Linked DNA regions of Mus musculus: region 1 is linked to region 2. Evidence: chromatin contacts called from public HiChIP or PLAC-seq data. All regions are on one chromosome and are shown on one strand. The core of a region is the stretch at or near the end of the contact, and the rest is flanking DNA. Distances in the headings are between cores, read along the strand shown.

Region 1 (3,677 bases), core at 689-3,188, 310 kb after region 2:
TTCAACAGCTGCCCCTGCATAGAGTGCTGGGTTGGGTTGCCCTCCCTCACTTTAGGTCCTAGCCAGTGGCCTTAGGCAGAGAAGCCAGGCCTTGTGTTGAGGAACCCTGTTCTGTTGTGCACACACAGCACATAACAGCCCCATCCCTTCTGTTGCAGTGACCAAGCAGAGGGACACAGAGATGGGCCAGCAGAGCCTGCTGTTCCAGGTGAGGTGGGACCAGTCAGGGGTGGACCAGACACACGGGTGGTGATGCCAATAGTGCTGTGCATGTTTTACAGATTGACTACCCTGAGATCGCAGAGGGTATCATGCCACGCCACCGTTTCATGTCTGCTTATGAGCAGAGGATCGAGCCTCCAGACCGCCGCTGGCAGTACCTGCTCATGGCTGCTGAGCCCTATGAGACCATTGCTTTCAAGGTAGCGACCCTACAGGACAGAGAGAGCAGCTAAATTCAGCTGTCTGTGTATCCTAGCCCCTCCTTGGGGTGCTGCAGCCTCTGACTTTCTCCCTAGGTGCCAAGCCGGGAGATTGACAAGGCTGAGGGCAAGTTTTGGACCCACTGGAACAGAGAAACCAAGCAGGTGAGGTTCCACAGGCCTTGCGTGGGTACTCTCTCAGCGCTCCTCAGTGGCCCTGCCCCAGTCACTGACCCTCTCTCCTACAGTTTTTTCTTCAGTTCCACTTTAAGATGGAGAAGCCCCCAGCACCTCCCAGCCTCCCAGCAGGACCCCCAGGCGTCAAGCGGCCCCCGCCCCCACTCATGAATGGACTGCCTCCTCGCCCACCACTCCCTGATGCCTTGCCCCCACCTCCACCTGGTGGCCTGCCTCTCCCTCCTATGCCCCCCACTGGGCCTGCTCCCTCTGGGCCCCCTGGACCTCCCCAGATGCCCCCACCAGCTCCTGGGGTGCACCCCCCGGCCCCAGTAGTACACCCACCAACATCTGGAGTCCATCCCCCAGCTCCTGGGGTACACCCCCCAGCACCAGTGGTCCATCCACCAACATCTGGGGTCCATCCCCCAGCCCCTGGAGTGCACCCACCCACCCCTGGAGTGCACCCACCAGCCCCAGGAGTGCACCCACCAGCTCCAGGTGTCCACCCACCAGCTCCAGGGGTACACCCCCCAACTCCAGGGGTGCACCCACCAGCTCCAGGGGTGCACCCACCAGCTCCAGGGGTGCACCCACCAGCTCCAGGGGTACACCCTCCTCCATCAGCTGGAGTTCATCCTCAGGCTCCAGGGGTACACCCACCTGCTCCTGCAGTACACCCTCAAGCCCCTGGGGTACACCCCCCAGCCCCTGGGATCCACCCTCAGGCACCAGGGGTTCACCCTCAGCCGCCTCCTGGAGTCCACCCTGCTGCCCCGGGGGTCCACCCTCAGCCTCCAGGGGTTCACCCCTCAAATCCTGGGGTGCACCCTGCTCCTATGCCCCCCATGCTGAGGCCCCCACTCCCCTCAGATGGCCCTGGGAACATGCCTCCCCCTCCCCCAGGCAACTGAGCAGTCCCCCCACCAGCCTCTGTTGTCTGTGTGGTCTTTTCCCATTGCCAGTCCTTGGAAGGTTTTCTATTTGTCCTGCCTTGAGCCTATTAAACAGCCTCCCCCGTGTCTCCCTGTCTGCTGTGTGTTTGGTAGTGGGGAGGGTGGATACTGCTTGTCTCTGTTGAAGCTGTGGTGACCTGGGGCGTCCTCCAGGTGGGCTCCCCAGGGAGATGGGAGCTACTCAAGGACAGCTCAGGCCTCTGCAGTTATGGGCCCAGCTCTGAGGACAGAAAGCCCTTTGAGACAGTCGCCTCCCACCTGCTGGGCATGAAAAGTGCCAGGCACTGTCCCCCAAGGTCACCTTTGGTGTTGATAGGGGCGTCCCTCCCAAGCAAGCAATCTGGCTCAGCCATACATATAAGCAGGGCCACCCGGACCTTGCTGTACCACCATGCAGGGGCCACACCTCTCTCCACTGGTACTGCTGCTAGCGACTATGGGGGCTGTGTTACAGCCTGAGGCGGTTGAAAACCTGGCCACCAATACCAGGGGCCTCATCTTCCTTGAAGATGAGCTCTGGCCCCCCAGCAGCCCCCCTGAACCTTTGTGCCTGGTGACAGTGAGAGGAGAGGGGAACACAAGCAGAGCTTCCCTGAGGGTGGTGGGGGGTCTGAACAGCTATGAGTATGCCTTCCTGGAGGCTGTCCAGGAGTCTCGCTGGGGACCCCAAGACCTGGCCACCTTCGGAGTCTGCAGCACTGACTCCCAGGCTACCCTGCCTGCCCTGCAGCGCCTTGGGGCCTGGCTAGGGGAGACTGGAGAACAGCAGTTGCTAGTCCTACATCTGGCTGAAGGTACGTGATGGACTCTGTCTCAGCGCCCATGATGCCTTGGGACTGAGTGAGTTAGGGCAGAAGCTGGGGGAGGGGGGTTTGGGGGAGGGGGCCTCGCTGGATTGCTAGGCAGAACCTTATACACCCTTTCAGGAACTGTAGTGGGCAAGATGGCAGGACACACCCCAATGATCACACCTTCCAGACAGATGACAGCAGAGCTGCTGTGTCCTTACAAGCAAGGTCTCCACACCTTGGATCAGGGTCCCTCAGGCCTACATGGCCCCAGAAGATCTCCAGTGAAGAGTCCAGCTGAGGGAATTTCTGTAGGACAGATCTTGAGGGACTGAAGCTAATGGCCTCAGAGACTCAGTCAACCAATATTTGCCCACAGTGATATGGGAGCCCGAGCTCTTGCTGAAGTTCCAAGAGCCTCCACCTGGGGGAGCCAGCCGCTGGGAGCAGGCCCTGTTAGTGCTATACCCTGGACCAGGCCCCCAGGTCACAGTCACAGGGACTGGACTGCGGGGCACACAGGTACCAGAGACTGGCATGGGCCCATCCCCTAACAGCCTTCTGGTTGAGGTTGTGCCAAATGGAAGGGTTGGTGGGGTTAGGAGTACACCTGGGAGGCTATTCCCAGTATGGCAGGGGTGGTGCCTGTAGCCTGACCATCTTCCCCAGTCCTGCTGACAAGAGTCCCTGTGTCCACAGAACCTCTGCCCTACTCGGGACACCCGCTATTTGGTGCTAACCGTGGACTTCCCAGCGGGGGCCTGGAGCGGCTCGGGCCTCATCTTAACCCTTCAACCAAGCAGAGAAGGTAGGTCCTGGCAGAGGGGAGGGGACAGAGTGGAAGGAAGCTGCCCTTAACCCCAGCCCTCAGCCAGCACGTGCCCACCCTCTACAGGTGCCACCCTGAGCATCGATCAGCTGCAAGCCTTTCTATTTGGCTCTGATTCCCGCTGTTTCACGCGGATGACTCCCACCCTGGTGGTGCTGCCACCCGCCGAGCCGTCACCGCAGCCAGCACACGGCCAGCTGGACACCATGCCTTTCCCGCAGCCTGGGTGCGCACAGGGATGGAGGAGGAACTGGGACGTTGGAGGGGGTAGTTGGTCCACCATAGCCTCTTGTGCTCACAGCTGGCCCACTTCGTTCTATTCCAGACTGTCCCTGGAGCCTGAGGCCCTGCCACACAGCGCCGACCCCTTCCTAGAGACCCTCACTCGCTTGGTTCGTGCTCTGCGGGGACCTCTGACCCAGGCTTCGAACACGCAACTGGCCCTGGACCCTGGTGCGCTGGCCAGCTTCCCACAGGGCCTGGTCAACCTGTCAGACCCCGCAGC
Region 2 (3,844 bases), core at 1,001-3,500:
GAAGGCAGGGGACTGCATCATCCCAACCCTCTGCCCAGGAATCCCGGGGTGGCTGGTATTTGAAAGGGTTTATGGTCATCTTTTGTTTTTCTGTTTTTAAACACCCAGTCAACCCCTGTAGCTCTTTGCTTTCTAGAGCTCTGAATGCTATCGGTTGACGGTGGTGGATTGATTTCCACACCCCACGATTATTTTTAATTATCTGTGATGTTGTAGGATAGACTTGGGGACTGCAGACTTGACTCTGATCCTGGCCATAGCAACTGTCCCCAGCTCTTTGTCACTGGGGAGGAAACCCCAGTGGTGCAACAGACACTCTGTGTGCCTCAGTTCCTCTATCTGGAAGATGGCTGTGGCCCCAAATTGTCCAGGCTCCCCAAATCAGAAGACCCCAAGGCTTCTGCCCCTTGGGGGAGATGGATGGGTAAAAGTACCCACTCCTGCAAGCTTCACCCTAATGGCCCCCTCTGCAGTCTTTACTCCCCACTATCCCCACCCCCACCCCCAACCAGGAGACCAAGATGGCAACAGGCAAGAAGTGATAGGCTCTGGATCTCTTCCCTCTCTAGGACTGTTAAACAGCTGGAGCTTAATAAATGCTGACTTGTTCACATTGAAACAGTCCCTTCAGCCCTGTCCACCCAAGGATTTGGGAGAGGGACCTCTGTGTACCCCCCCCCTTAATGGCTCATATACAATGCCACTCACTTTCCTCCAAGATCCTCTTCTCTGGGGGGGGGGGGGCAGCATGAAAGGGGAAAATGAGGAACAGAAAAGGATCTGTGCAGCCCCGGGCATGGACCACCACGCCTGTCACACAGCCAGTGCACTGTGGACATCAGATTCTTGGTTTGCTTTGTTTCCAGCCTGATAGCCCAAGCCATTGGTGGGGGCATCCCTTGAGTGAGCGTCAGAGCCCATGGGTGACTCAAGCTCCAGAACAAATGCCAATAACCCTCCCTGGCAGTGAGCAGGGCAAGGGAGGCAGGGGCTGAGGCTGAGTGAAGACACCCTCCTAACACAAGGTCCCCCCAGAGTCTGGCATGGCCACCCTGGTAATCGGTAATCTCTTCTCCACAAACCCAAGGGGTCTTGTTCCCAGGTGCTTTGTGCCTGTAGGGTGCCATCCATGTACCCCTTCTGTCCCCCTTCACTGTCTGCAGGTGGGAAAGGGAGAGAGAGAGAGAGAGAGAGAGAGAGAGAGAGAGAGAGAGAGAGAGAGAGAGAGAGAGATCCTAGGCTAGCTATCTCAGTCTGAAAAAAAAAAAAAAACCCCAAACCCAAGCTGGTCTAGAGATGACCAGTCTCAGACAAGACATCCTTAGACCCCAGAGATATTGGGGACAGGAAGTAGCCAATTACACGGGACTTAGGAGGAATTTTCCCCTCTCTCTTCCCCCCCTCTCTGTCATCTTTTCCATGTGTAGCCCTGACTGTCCTTGAATCCAGTTCTGTAGACCAGGCTGACCTTGAACTCAGAAATCCACCTGCCTCTGCCTCCCAAGTGCCGAGATTAAAGGCATGTGCCACTACACCGGACCTTGGAGGAATTTATGTTTGCTTTGATGCAAAGACTCACTATAAAGCCCTTGCCTGACTGGAACTTGCTACATAGACCAGGCTAGCCTCCAAATTAACGATCCACCTGCCTCTGTCTTCCCAATCCTGGGCCTAAAAACCACTAAAGTCCCTGTTAAGAAAGATTTCTGCAGGGCAATTACATTGCACAATTGAAGAAACAGAGGCCCAAATGCCCAAATGCCTGCTTTTCCTTGTGCTTGAGGCCAATGTGTGATTGTTCTGGGGACCTACTAATAGCCCCACTTCATCCCAAAAGAGGTTTTGAAATCTTTGTGTGCATACGGGGAAAACAGCCCATCTTTCTGAGAGTGTCAACAGAGTTGGGGGGCGTTTGTAGCCACACTTCAGGAACTGGGGGCGGGTAGGGGCAGAAGGGGGAATGTACAGGACAGAGAATCAAAGACGCTGATATGAGAACACACACACACACTCACTCACACTCACACAGAGCCAGGACTAGCGGTCCCCCACCCCAATCCCTCAGGTTCTTCTCAGGGCAAGGAGAATGGGGAGACCCAAGAAGCCAGCCTGGTGCTCCAAGGGGTTTGGCGGGTGCAGGCGGAGCGATGGGCGGGGGCGCTGACGTCAGACCCGGGCCGGGGCGCCGGCGGCGGCCGCCCCGCCACATCCTGGTGGCCGCTGCTCGCAGCAGCCGAAGCCGAGCGAGAGCACTGAACAAGCGGGACAGTAGCAGCCGCCGCCACCAGGAGCGTCGGCCAGTGCGTGGGGACCATGCTGCGGCCTTGAGCACACACGAAGAGGACACCCAGGATGGAGTTGAGCTTGGAGAGCCTCGGGGGGCTGCACGGGGTGACACACGCGCAAGCCGGCGAGCTGCTGAGCCCGGGCCACGCGCGCTCCGCCGCGGCCCAACACCGAAGCCTAGTGGCATCGGGGCGCCCAGGCCTGGTGGCCGGCATGGCTAGCCTGCTGGACGGTGGTGGCGCCGGGGGCGGGGGCGCCGGGGGCGCGGGGGCTGCAGGGGCCGCGGGTGGTGGCCCTGACTTCCGTGGGGAGCTGGCTGGCCCCCTGCACCCGGCCATGGGTATGGCGTGCGAGGCCCCAGGTTTGGGTGGCACCTACACCACGCTCACGCCCTTGCAGCACCTGCCGCCGCTGGCCGCCGTGGCCGATAAGTTCCACCAGCACGCGGTGGCTGGGGCGCACGGAGGCCATCCACACGCTCACCCTCACCCGGCCACCGCGCCGCCACCGCCCCCTCCGCAGCGCCTGGCGGCCAGCGTGAGCGGCAGCTTCACCCTCATGCGCGACGAGCGGGCGGCGCTGGCCTCGGTGGGCCACCTCTACGGGCCTTATGGCAAGGAGCTGCCCACCATGGGGTCGCCACTGTCGCCGCTGCCCAGCGCGCTGCCCCCCGCTCTGCACAGCGCCCCGCAGCCGCCGCCGCCGCCACCGCTCGCCGCTTACGGGGCTCCGGGCCACCTGGCCGGGGACAAACTACTGCCACCTGCCGCCTTCGAGCCACACGCGGCGCTTCTGGGGCGCGCAGAGGACGCGCTGGCCCGAGGGCTGCCTGGAGGCGGCGGCGGCGCGGGAGGCGGCGGGGCGGCCGGCGGGGCGGCCGCGGGTTTGCTGGCTCCGCTGGGCGGGCTGGCTGCGGCCGGGGCGCACGGGCCTCACTCAGGCGGCGGTGGCCCCGGAGGGGGCGGTGGCGCTGGCGGCGGCAGCGGCGGCCCGGGAGCCGGCGCTGCAGCCGAAGAGATCAACACCAAAGAGGTGGCCCAGCGCATCACCGCCGAGCTGAAGCGCTACAGCATCCCGCAGGCCATCTTCGCGCAGCGCATCCTGTGCCGCTCGCAGGGCACGCTCTCCGACCTGCTGCGCAACCCGAAGCCCTGGAGCAAGCTCAAATCCGGCCGCGAGACCTTCCGCAGGATGTGGAAGTGGCTGCAGGAGCCGGAGTTCCAGCGCATGTCGGCGCTGCGCCTGGCAGGTAGGGACAAGGGCCCCTGAGGCTCGATCCTGGGGGACATGGTTGGCACAGGATGAAGGACCTTGGCTAGTGCGTCCTGCCAGCCTAGAGGGGGGAAACTGTAGCCTCTGAGGCTGACCCGGGGTCTGCATCGCCGAGTGTCACTAATAGAAAGAGGGCAAATACAATTATTGTTTCCGTCCCTATTCTTTTAGGGACTGTGTAGGGTGTCTAGTGTCTTTGAGGCTGATGTAGACATAGGGTGCTAAACTAAAACAGCCCTCGCGTGGCTCCGTGTGTGCGCGTGTATGCGCGCGTCTGTAGCACGTT

The links. HiChIP or PLAC-seq counts read pairs in DNA pulled down with a chosen protein or histone mark.
Region 1: a contact with region 2 is called in a FOXA1 HiChIP or PLAC-seq map of pancreatic cancer cells. The contact joins the promoter of Amh here to the promoter of Onecut3 in region 2. A contact is called at or near these places in 1 of 39 promoter capture datasets (liver), 1 of 15 datasets of contacts at CTCF or cohesin (the NIH/3T3 cell line), 2 of 115 datasets of contacts at active chromatin or transcription factors (microglia and pancreatic cancer cells) and 2 of 9 other capture datasets (adipose tissue and pancreatic islet).

What each region holds. Positions count from the first base shown.
Region 1 is chr10:80,803,302-80,806,978 of GRCm38.p6, forward strand. Amh (anti-Mullerian hormone) reads left to right here and starts at 1,939. Exons shown (of 5, transcript NM_007445.3): 1 at 1,939-2,349; 2 at 2,723-2,865; 3 at 3,043-3,151; 4 at 3,239-3,398; 5 at 3,498-3,677. The coding sequence starts at 1,947. It overlaps Sf3a2 (splicing factor 3a, subunit 2), which reads left to right. Exons shown (of 9, transcript NM_013651.4): 6 at 159-208; 7 at 282-422; 8 at 519-587; 9 at 671-1,621. The coding sequence ends at 1,513. RefSeq lists a promoter at 1,761-1,981.
Region 2 is chr10:80,492,656-80,496,499 of GRCm38.p6, forward strand. It overlaps Onecut3 (one cut domain, family member 3), which reads left to right and starts at 2,251. Exons shown (of 2, transcript NM_139226.3): 1 at 2,251-3,535. The coding sequence starts at 2,353.